Linked DNA regions of Mus musculus: region 2 is linked to region 1. Evidence: chromatin contacts called from public promoter capture Hi-C data. All regions are on one chromosome and are shown on one strand. Each heading gives the region's core, a stretch centred on a gene start, on an enhancer-like site or on the middle of the called end of the contact. The rest is flanking DNA. Distances are from core to core; before and after follow the strand shown.

Region 1 (2,700 bases), core at 134-2,633:
TTGCATGACTCAGGGACAAAGAGAATTAGAGACCATGACCTCGGGTGCTCAGAGGGTGGGCCGACAGTTCGGCATACACAGAGACGCTGGGCAAGAAAGAGCCAGCCCGTGTGGTCAGAGGAGGGCGAATGGGGGGGAGGGGGTTCAGGTCCTGAGTGGACTGCTGTGCCCCGAGTTTGGGATAGATGCCCAGACTCATCCATTGGAGGGAGGGACAGAGAGATGAGTGGGCAACTCCAGCATAGGTGCAATGCAACACACAGGCTTTGCACCTGCCTGCTCGCTCGCCTGACTGGATTATCTTTCCTCTCCAACTGGGGGCCAGGATGCCAGCAGCCGTGTGTGTGTGTGTGTGTGTGTGTGTGTGTGTGTGTGTGTGTGTGAGATGGGAGCAGCCACATATTGGAATCAGACAAACAGGGCTCAAGTCTCACTCCTGCTGCTTACAATCATGGCCTTGAGCAAGAAATCTCACCTCTCTGTGGCCGTCACTGTGGCTGTTCACTCAACGATGTTGTCCAATCCACATGGTAGCTTACACCTGTGTGGAGTCTGGTTGCCAGTCTGCCTGGCAGCGGGTGGCACAGATCTGGCTAATGAGACAGAGATTCACAGGCTCTCCATGAATGACGCCCTGGTAATAGGGAAGGCCCTATATAAAAAGGGCCAAACTTAAATAGGAAGACTTGGATTTTGGGTTTTGTCCTCTCCTTCTTGCTTTAAATGTCAAATGACCACAGAAGAAGCAACCATGTGACACACAAGCCATGAGTATCCCGGAGGAAGATTACCACAGAGCAAGCAGTCTGTAGTCAATCACTCTCTGGAGAATAGATGGGTCTTTTGTAGGTATTTGGATACATTTTCTGAGCCTCACTCTCTATTAACTGGGCTAGGCATTTTGCTCACGGCTGTGTGCCAAGAATTCTTTTGCCAAAACCAAAGAGTGAGGTCCCTATTCTTCTTGTGTTTATGTTTGGGGGGGGGAGTTGTAGGGGTGGGGAGAGATGAGGGACTGACAGAGGACAGTAATTTCGAATGTAGATGCTATGACGTGAAGGGGATGTGATGGAGACAGTTGGCACATGTGACATGAGTTGGCGTGTGAGGCCTGGATCTTTATGGTGGAACCTTGTAGAAGTGAGTCCCGGGCTGGGACCTGAGTGTGTAGCTGCACACAGGGCAGAGGTTGGGAAAAGCCTGGACAGTGGCAACAGTGGCCATAAAGAAAGGCCTTGGCACAGAGGCAAATGGGCAGGTCAGGAAACAGGCAGTGAGCGACGGGAGAGTGGGAGGTGAGGCCAGATGGCGCTAGCATAGTGGATCTGTTTCAGATGCAGACAGGAAGCCACTGGAAGGCTTCTGTAGGGGGAGGGGGAGGAGGTGCACGGAGGGGACACCACTACTGCCGAGTTACAGGGCACATCACCAGCACCTAATAAACGTCCCATAACCAAGAGAGAGGGTGTGTTGAACCTTCCTCTTCTCAGGTTCCCGTGGCCCCTCTATACCCCAGCTCCAGATCCGGAGACCCCTTGGGCTGCCTTTTAAGTCCTCCCTCGGGGCCATTTGCTCCCTCCAGAGCAGACGACTATAATTGCTGCTTTCCACAATGACATAAAAATCTAAAAGGCACAATCAATACAGCGGCACACACATCATGGTTTTCATTGCAACAGATAAAAGTGTAAACAGCAGGGGTGGTGGAGCTCCTGAGGCTGCCGCTGGCTGTAGGGGGGCTCCCAAATCTGCAGCAGGATGTCAGGGGCTCCCGAGGCTGCAGCGGGGTGGGTGGGGGCTCCCAAGGCTGCGGGAGTGGGAGGCTGGGGCTCCTGAGGCATGGAGGGGTGCTCCTAAGGTTGTATGTGTGTGAGGTCTCGAGGCTGCAGGGTGTGGGGGGGGCTCCCAAAGCTGCGGGGGTGTTCCTGAAGCTGCAGGCTGTTCCCATTTGCAGTGGGGGTGGGAGGGTGGAGGGTTGGGGAGGTGAGGGGTTGGAAAGATGATGGGCGCGTGGAGGGGTGGGGGAAGAACTGCACTGGTCTCCCAGCCTATTCTTTTCTGCCTGAGATCCTTCTAGAAATGCTATCCTCTCCAGCCTGGGAATGGCTCCTGCCTTTAAAATCTGCTGGAAAATCGGGTTTTCTTCCTTCGAGATTCAGCAATCTCTGTTTTTACCCTCACTCCTGAATTCTGATCTGTCCCGTGCTTCCTCAAATCGCCTATGTCTCCCCAGATACGGTTCGAGGTGGCTTCCTAGATGCAGGTCTTAGGACAAGGGTGTCTCCGGAGCTTGGGAACTGGCCTTGACCCTGTTTCCAGCCCAGCCCTTGAGAATCAGCTTCTTTCCCTCCACGTCCAGCCTGCCACCCACAGCTTGCGTGGCAACGTGCACAGAAACATTCATGTCTCCAGCTCTCGCATCCTCCCGGCGACGACTTCCTCAAACTGGTTACTTAATGAACGTCATCCAATTCCGATTCTGTCTTGCCACAGCCTCATTTGCGAAAGCCAATCTGCTTTATGATTTTAACCTCTGGCTAGAAACTGCTCCCAATTTCATGTCATCCATAAACTTGATGAACGATTAGCTTGCTTCTCTGCAGTCGTTCATTTATCCCACCAGCACTTAGTGAGCGCCTACTGAATGTTAGGTGCTGGCTTTCACAATGGAAAGTGGTTTTGCCAATGCGGATCTCTTGC
Region 2 (2,700 bases), core at 11-2,510, 110 kb after region 1:
CACACACACACATATACATATGCAGATATACACATATACAAGAGAGCAGAATAAAGCAAAACATTTTTCATAACCTTCTCTATAAAAAGTGGGAAACAAAAGACAGACCGAGAGAGGGCCTCGTGTCTCAAGAAATATAGGAGAGCTCATATCTCTTTGTGGAAGCCAAGACCATTCTTATATCATCTGGCCTGCAGCACCAATTTATATTATCGATCGGCGCTGGAGGCGTTTGAGTGTGTGACCGTCTTCACCCTTCTCATTCTCCTCCTGGCCAGAAGTGGGACCCTCTCTTTCAGATCCCTCGCCCTGTGCACACCGAGAGCGTTTATTTTCCTTCTCTAGGGCAGCCTTCTGTTTATTTTAACCAGCTTAGGGAATGGGGGTGGGGAATAGGAGATCCTCCAGCGGTCATTCTGCTGGGATCCAGAGACGCCCCGTGACTTGCCCAAGGTCACAGAGCCAGAAGAATGTGACACTTCTATTCTACCCCAGGAGTTTGTAGCTCCCAAAACCCTTCTGGTTCCTGCATCACGCCCACGTCTCCAGCGCCGCGCGCGCTCGGGGCGCAAACAACACGACGCTCCTTACAGGCTGCGCTGCGCCCTAAGGTTGTTTCCTTTGGGCCAGCGGCGTGGAGGGATTAAGAAAGCCTGGGGCCACGCTGCTACGCTTGCCCCTGAAGCCCACCAGGCTGTCTTGGGGAGGCGGATGGTGAGACGGTGGGGGCCTGGCGGCTCCTGCGCGCCGGCTGGGCCCCGGGACCTCTCCTGCAGTCCCCCATCCAAGCCGCCCGCCAGCTGCCTACCACGGCGCGCTGACGATCTCGGAGCGCAGCCCGGAGGCAGGGGTGCAAGCAGGGACTGCAGCGGAACCTGCCTGGGGCACTCCAGAGTCGAGCTGCTCTCCGCAGGCTGGCGCTGCGCCGGGGTCGCCGCAGCCCGGGGCCCCTCCCGGGCCACCTGTGCGCCGACTGGCGGACCAGGGTGATGCCAGATCCGGAAAAGCAATCCACTCCGGGATCCAGAGTCCTGTCTCTGTCCCTGGAGACTGAGAGGGGTGGTGGGAGGCCTCCCCGCCCACTACCCCAGCTCCTCCCTGGGGGAGCCTCAGGCGTTGCCCGAAGGGATCCCCGGTGCAGGGGGTGGCCCGCGCTCGCAGCGCCGCCCGGCCCCTCCTCCCCCGCCCCGCCCCGCCTCCGCCCCGCTCCGCCGCTCCAGTCCGGATTTTGCGGCGCCCGCCGGCCCGCTCCCCGGCTGCGGGCTCCGCGCGGCGGCTGGCTCGGTGCGCGGCGCGGCTGGCGCTGCGCTCCGCCCCGGCTGCATTGCTGCGCTCCGGGTGCCCAGGGGAGCCACGCGCCGCGTGCGCCCCGCAGCCGGCCGCCCGGAGGCAGCGCTGTCCTCTGGCATGGGCCCCGGGGGCGCCCCGAGGTGGGGCTCTCGGCTGAGGCGCTGACAGCCTCTCTCCCGCCCGCGGGGCCCCTAGTCCAGCCCGCTCGTCCGCCCGCGGCCATGGCCGTCCGGCCCGGCCTGTGGCCAGCGCTCCTGGGCATAGTCCTCACTGCCTGGCTTCGTGGTTCGGGTGAGTCACGCCGCGCGCGCTCTGGGGAGGCTTGCGGGGGACCGTGCGCGCGAACGCTTAGCTCTGGGGAGGAGGTGGCCGTGACCTGCGCGGCCGACCCGTCTGGGAGCCCCCGGAGGCCAAACTTTGCTGGGCAGGACGCGGGGGCCGCCACTCGCTGCTGCGCAGCTTCCTGGTGCGCTCTCCCGGAAGCCTTGCTTCTGCCAAGTCCAGAACAGCTGTCAGCGCACGGGGCTGGCGAGTGTAGACGCCCCACGCCTCCGGGTGGGGGAAGTTTTTGCTGGTTTCACGGGCCCGGGAGAATGATGGGGGGGGGGGGGGAGCGCGACGGCAGTTTGAAATAATCCAGGAAAGACAAAAAGACAAGACTTGAAGGACTCAAGGCCATATGCTAGTGCTCAGAAAATGGGGTGTGTGTGTGGGGGGGGGGGGGGGTAAGACAGCTCTTCCAGGTAGGACTGCCCCAAACAGCCACTCACAATTTCTAGCTTGGCACCTGGCCTGTGCCCACGTCTAGAACATAGTGTCCTCCTCTGTCCCCACCACACACAGGCTTGCACACGCACACACTCAGGCGTGGAGGCATCCAACAGCCCTCAGCTCTTGCAGCCGGTAGTCAAAGCACTGGGGCCCCTGTGGTGGCCTGTGGTTCCTGGCCTCGCTGCTGGAGGTGGGAGGGGGGAAGAGGAGGGCGAAGGGGAGTTGTTTGCTGTTGGCTGTTGGTTGGCGGGCTCTGAGAACCTCTCAGAAACTCCACAGCCCTGCAGTCTCCCCGCGTGTCTTGTTGGCCACCCTAACCAGCCCCTTCATAACCTAGCCTTTTAGCCCACCTCCTTGCGTGAGAGGCCTGGGGGGGGGGGGAGGTTTTGTCTAATCTCCCAAAGCCCGCACCTAGACCGAGCTGTGGGGGTCCCTAATCTCCTGGCCCCTAAGGATTTGGCAGTGCTGAGCTTCTGGGTATTGGGAAGGGTGCCTGAGCAATTCTTGGTGCTTGATGCCCCCAGAGCCTGCTTCCCGGGAGGTGATCCCTAGGCTGGCAAGGCCAGTTTCTCCTAAGGGTGTGGATTTCTGAACTGCCAATCTAGAAAGACGAGAGCTCCGTCAAGGACCAGATGATTA

The links. Promoter capture Hi-C pulls out the DNA fragments that hold promoters and counts their contacts.
Region 2: a contact with region 1 is called in a promoter capture Hi-C map of hippocampal neurons, with 1.8 times the contacts expected there. The contact joins the promoter of Unc5a here to the enhancer-like site in region 1. A contact is called at or near these places in 8 of 39 promoter capture datasets (the 3T3-L1 cell line, cranial neural crest, embryonic stem cells and 3 more), 6 of 484 Hi-C or Micro-C datasets (the HPC-7 cell line, the N1E-115 cell line, brain and 3 more), 13 of 115 datasets of contacts at active chromatin or transcription factors (VIP interneurons, craniofacial prominence, differentiating embryonic stem cells and 8 more) and 2 of 9 other capture datasets (embryonic stem cells and liver).

The regions. Positions count from the first base shown.
Region 1 is chr13:54,836,313-54,839,012 of GRCm38.p6, forward strand. No RefSeq gene overlaps it. Among named protein-coding and RNA genes, the nearest start is that of Gm40959, 37 kb to the right of the region's middle. Within about 2 kb of position 1,384, at least 27 of the 459 cell types and tissues checked have an H3K27ac peak or open chromatin away from gene starts, as enhancers often do. A contact at or near this core is called in the N1E-115 cell line, brain, cerebellum and 1 more, where this site is marked.
Region 2 is chr13:54,948,151-54,950,850 of GRCm38.p6, forward strand. Unc5a (unc-5 netrin receptor A) reads left to right here and starts at 1,261. Exons shown (of 16, transcript NM_153131.4): 1 at 1,261-1,581. The coding sequence starts at 1,512.